2 separate regions of the Zea mays genome follow, and region 2 is linked to region 1. Evidence: chromatin contacts called from public Hi-C data. All regions are on one chromosome and are shown on one strand. Each heading gives the region's core, a stretch centred on a gene start, on an enhancer-like site or on the middle of the called end of the contact. The rest is flanking DNA. Distances are from core to core; before and after follow the strand shown.

Region 1 (2,940 bases), core at 113-2,612:
CTGACCGGGTCACCAGCTTCATCTACTTTGAGTGTTTGACTACGACGGCCAAAGCTGGTGCTGGGAAAAAGAAAGGTCTGAGGTCTCCTTCTGACGCATGCACTACCGATAAAAAAAGTAGAGACTAGACCCCATCGCCCTGGATTCAGATAAGGATCGCGAGCTTGTCCGGCGTCCGCCGTGTAGGATAACCCATGGATATCGGGGTCCATAGTCACTGTCAGTCCCATGCATGTTTTACATAATACTGTAAAGATAAGTGTCCTTTTGCTAGGGATTGCACTGCACCTGCTTGCTCCTCATACCACCTGCTGTGGCTACTGTTCATTTTGGAAGCTTATTTGGCTATGGTAAAAACGTACGATGACCCGTACGTTCAAAATCCTGAATGTTAGGTGCTCGAGGTATGGAGTAATCAATTTGGAAGCTTATTTAGCCCCATGTTTTCATTTGGAAGATGGGTATGGAGTAAATCTTACAGTATCCATTCCCCTCTGTTTTTGTTTAATACAAACGCAAGGTGCCCGAGGTTTACGTTCAAAAATCATATATATATTCAGCTTGGAAATGAGTGACACTACGGGTGACTCGTGAATAAAGAGACTGAGACGTGCAATTTGCAAGATCAACAAGTTGACTGATGCGATGCATGCTCCCGTAAGCTACGTACCAAAAAGTAGGTTTGACCCGATCGATCGATTCGAGAGGGCCTCGATCTCCCTCGTGTGCGCCAGATCTCTAGTTGACTTTTGAGAAGCACCCAATCCAACTAAAAATTAGGTGCCGCGCGCGAGTTGATGTTGATCAACTATAAGGTCACCATCTTCTTCCTAACCTGGAACTGGAAGGTCATCACTCCACGTAGAAACGTGTGCGCAAACGCTACCCTAGCCTGGGCCCACAGAAACGCATCGAAGGGTCCACTCGGCGGTGACACGCAACGTCCACGCGTCCCCTCTCCTGCTCTGCCTAGCCGGCTCGCCCCCGCACGCACGCACGGCACCCACCAAGGAACTCACCGGAAGTCGTCGTAGCCGGCCGCCCGGGTGGCACGGCGAGGCGACCTCGCCTTGGCCCTGGCCGGCGCCGCTGCTGCCTTCGCCTGCGCCACGGGCGCGGACGTCATGGCGGCGTCCTCGGAGATGGCGCCCAGCGTCGGCTTCCACGCCGACCCCGACGACGAAGACGAGGACAGCCTCCGGCGCCGCTTCTCCGTGGTCGCAGCGGCGGCGGCTGTGGCTGTGTCGTCGTCGGGCGCCGTCGGCGGCGGCCGGCGCGCGCGCCTCACGAAGGCGAACAGCTTCATCTGCTGATCTGCGTGCGCGTGGCTAGCTAGCTTGCCTGCAGGTTTTTGCTTTACCGTTCGAGTGGGCAGCTGATCTGCCTCACGGGCATTTTGTAGTTGGCGGCTGCGGATGTGTGCACCACTTGTTGCTTGTTAGTTGCGACTGCAAATGACTAAAATGCCCTTCTTCTTTAGTTAATATATACTCCCCCAGCTCAAGCCGGGCCGGGGCTGATTGGATAAACCGATTTCCTCTCAATATATAGTACTCCTCCGTCCGAAATTAAAAATCGTTGTTTTATATTTTTAATAGATTTATACAATAATTAATATATATCTTATTTATATGTCTAGATTTATTATTATCGGCTAATATTTTGGGACGTAGGGAGTATATGGATTTGATTTGGAACGTAAGTGGTGAAGATTTTCACTCATCAATCCTACTCAATCTACTGCAATTCACATGAGGAATGGATTTATACAAACAAGCTTCAAATGTAAAGAATACAAGTGACAGAGTTAGCACATAGAGCACTTTAGTTCAGACCATCCTAAATTCACATGTGGTGCAATGGTTAGGGCCCAAGCCTTCATACCGCTCCTGAGCACATAGAACTTTACCGGAGCCCACTAAAATTTAAAATATACACATTATAATGTAGAACAGTCTCATATACTATAACACTTTAGTTCAGACCATTTTTTTTCTACCTGCGTCACGTAAGGAAATATGTGTAATGAGTTGGAGGAGACGATATACACTACGCGGGGTTTTATAAAAATAACTGCACAGGTACAAAGCCTCAACACGGCAAGGATTTGATTTGGCAAATGCACCTTTTCCCCACTAATAAAGAGTATCAGCGCACTGGTGGAGCCAGCTGTTTGGATTACTGCAATTTATAGAGAAAAAACACTATAAAAGCAACTGATACGGATTAAAGTCAAGCGAACAGGCGAAACTACACGCATACACCTGTTTATGTAGAATGATGAGACGATGACGCTCAGGATCCCACAAAATAGTGGGACCATAATCACTAAGAAAATTAGCCAGACTAGGGTGATGTTTGTTTCCTTAGGGTTGGTTTGGTGACCAGGTATTACGAGGGGATTCGTAGGAGAGGAATCCGACGGGATTCATAGGAGAGGAATCCCTTTACTATTCAATTATGAATAGCAGGGGAATTCCTTCCATATAGATCCCATCGTGATCCCTGGCCACCAAATCAACCCTTATATAATCTAGTTTATAGATTATATAAGTACCTTATGAGCTGCTTATGCATTATCATAATCTAGGTATCTAAATTATATAATACATCTAATAATTTGTGTTGTTTGTTTGTCTCTTAACTTATTTAAGCTAGATTATATAATCTAGAGGGTAAACAAACGGGGCCTATAAGGCCATATTTGTTTCCTTCCAAGATTATATAATTCAGCTTATGGATTATATAAGCACCTGTCGGAGAGGAAATTCTTCGGCCGGGTGGCGGAACGCACCCGCCCTAAATCCTAAGATGAGGAGGGGCCTAAGCGTTTTGCCTGTCTACTAGGTGATCGATGAACACAAGAACACACAAGGGTTTAGAGTGGTTCAGGCCGCTGGAGCGTAATACCCTTGTCGGCGTTTCGACCCCGGGGGGGGG
Region 2 (2,794 bases), core at 113-2,612, 82 kb after region 1:
AACCAGTTTTATCTTTTAGTTAAGAAAGACCAGCTTCTTGGAGTTTATGTAACTGAAATCTAATTTCTATAAACTGTGTTATAAACTGGTATGTTTGGACCAGCTCAATTTATATAAACCGATTTTTTAAAAACTGGATGCATCCAAACAAGGTCTAGTTAGCATATTGGCTAACTACTTGTACAGAAACCTGAAACAGAGTTGTCGTCTTTGTTGGTTTTTCCAGAGTCCAATGATGAGGAAAATGGGTGGGTGGTTGGGGGAATGAACACGTTTTATTAATCTAATAGTAGTAGCTGTTTACAGGCGCGCAAGATGCAACGAACACCATTAGTAGCGTCCGCATCTCAGTGCGCTCGACCGATGAAGCAAAGCAAAGCAAAGAGCGAGGGACTGCTGGTGATAGACCACTGAAGTCTGAGGAGCACGACGACGGAGAGGAAGTCGTAGTGTAGTGCTCGTCCACACCACGCTCATCATTAGCCACCTTTTCGCCTCGCCCCGTCACGGCGGCCTTGGCTGGCCTCTCCAAAGAAGGCGCGTGGCGAGGGAGAGACCACGGAACCAAAGCCGAGGCGAATCACTCGCTGCCGATGCCGATTGATCTGTCTCGAACGGGTTCAGCTCAAATCCCAGCCAGGCACATGCATAGACATAGCAGGCAGCAGAATCAGCCGGTGAGATGGGTATCCTTGCGAAAACGAGAGGCGTGCGTCGTCCTCTTTCCGCAGCCGGCCGGGTCCTCTTCAACGCCCTTTTCAGGTAGGCAGGCTCGGCTCGGCTCGGGCCCTTTTTCCGTTTGAGATCGTCGCAGGAAGATATGATATGATACGATCCCGTAGTCTGCCACTACTGAGCTATCATAGATAGGAGTAGTAGTATAGGACGCCCGCCGTCCGCCGGCATGTGCAGTGGCACAGCTGCAGGAGGTTGGTTTGTGAAGCTGAACGTACCTGGACTCACTGGAGACGATGGTCAACCGCAGGTTACTTCGCTTGCAGTTGCAGTTGCAGTTGCAGCTGCAGAGGATGAGAGGACGGCGACGAGGCGCTGAGCAGCATCCGGGAGCTGGCGAGCTGCAGCCTCGTGGTCACGGCAGTGGCAGTGCCCCCTGCAGGATTCCCATGACTCCTAGCTCCAGTAATCCTAGTGGGGCTGGCTGAATCTTGCTAGTCCTGTCTTGAAGCTCCGGCAGCAGCATGATCCATCAGTGTCCTTGGCGACGAAAAATGCACGCATGCAAATCTCCTGTTGGTGGGCCGGGCCGACTGGGCAACGAGAAGCCAGCCAGGCCAGACGATAAGTAAGAGGAGGAACAGCGGGCGGGCTTTGGTAATGCACGGGGCAGGCAGCCCATAAAGGATTGAAAGTAGGAATACACATTGCACCAAGATGGGCCTAATTCTTGCCTAAACGACTAATGTGGCCTAGCTAGTGCCAGCTTCCTTTTCCTTGCTCTAACGACTAGTGACAAAGCATGCGGACGACGCATGCTGCTGCCGCCGCCGCCGCCGCCGCCGCCGCCGCTGCCGAGCTGCGTGACATTTGGCGTTTGACTGACCTGAGGAGCGGCCGGCACAGTCGCACAAACCAACGCGTTTGATTTCTAGTATCATTCTGGACTGATTTTTCATTAATGTAACCAACTTTTCTGGAGATAAGTTTTCTGCTTTGAGATAAAAAAAAAGATATGCTATATATACTAGTCATTAAATTCAGTAGCTCATCACTGATTGTTGCAATGCAAATTTTAAATATAAATGAGTAAACATGAGATTAAGAAGGAGAACGTCGGTTTGAGCTTATTTGAACAATCGGTCAGGGATCGATCGATCTAGGTGGTGTTTGTTTGTGCTTATTTCCACCTTTTGGCCGTCAGAAGCTGATGCGAGCTGACAAACAGTTCGGTTTTCAATCCGTTTTTGTGAGAATCGTTTTGGTGAAAATTATACTAAATCAACGTGAATATATAATCAGTCGAGTCGTCGTGTTAGTAGTAATTCACCACTTTCTAGATCCTAAATCCTATAGATCTGTTTATCTTCCTTCGTATATAATCTCTACGATACTCAAATTCTCTCTACAGCTGATTCTTAGAATAGTTTGTCAGAAAAAAAAGGCTAAAACAAACAGGCCTCTAGATATCTTGCGCCATGAGCTTATTCGAACCCTGGCACCGACCATCTTGGGCCTCCCCCACATACAGGCCCTCAAGGTTCATGTCAACCGGCCAGTGAAAAGCATATGCCACACCTGCGAAACTTTAAGATCGGATAGATTACATCCGTGGGTCAAATTCTTCACATGGGTACCCGTTGGATTTCAGATTTACGGATTAAAATTGTCATTACCGAGAACCCATTGGCAGTCACCGCTCTGTCTGGATCTCGAGTTCCTATGCCCGTCTATCTGCATGGGCATGGCGCGGACGGGCCACTTTATTTACGTCACCTGCAATGCAAGCTTGCGATGAGAATCTCAAAGCCACTACCCGCCGCTACGGTGCAGCTACTTGTACGGCCAGGGCCAGCCAATACATACAAGGTCCGACGGCTGCAGCTCCGACGGTTTGCCCATCCTTCTTGACCCTTGTCGTGTTCCTTTCTTTCTGCTCCACTGCTCCAAACTTTGGGAAGAACGTACGTACGGCCAGGCCACACGGGCCACCCTAGCTAGGGAAGACATGCAGCATGTTTAAATTTGATTTTGCTCCCTTCACAAGCAAGCAAGCAATATCGGTCCCTTCTTTTTTTGGGTCCTCCAACCATGCAAAAGCTGTCGTCCCCCTAGCTTA

What was found. A called contact is a pair of places that touch in the nucleus more often than the background predicts.
Region 2: a Hi-C map of bundle sheath shows a contact between it and region 1, with 7 times the contacts expected there. The contact joins the enhancer-like site here to the promoter of LOC100276809 in region 1. A contact is called at or near these places in 17 of 25 Hi-C or Micro-C datasets (bundle sheath, ear, endosperm and 5 more) and 2 of 3 datasets of contacts at active chromatin or transcription factors (leaf and seedling).

Annotation. Positions count from the first base shown.
Region 1 is chr7:164,601,753-164,604,692 of Zm-B73-REFERENCE-NAM-5.0, forward strand. It overlaps LOC100276809, which reads right to left and starts at 1,363. Exons shown (of 2, transcript NM_001152302.2): 1 at 1,020-1,363. The coding sequence starts at 1,306.
Region 2 is chr7:164,683,784-164,686,577 of Zm-B73-REFERENCE-NAM-5.0, forward strand. No RefSeq gene overlaps it. Among protein-coding and RNA genes, the nearest start is that of LOC103633272, 4.9 kb to the right of the region's middle. Within about 2 kb of position 1,363, at least 20 of the 20 cell types and tissues checked have an H3K27ac peak or open chromatin away from gene starts, as enhancers often do. A contact at or near this core is called in bundle sheath, ear, endosperm and 5 more, where this site is marked.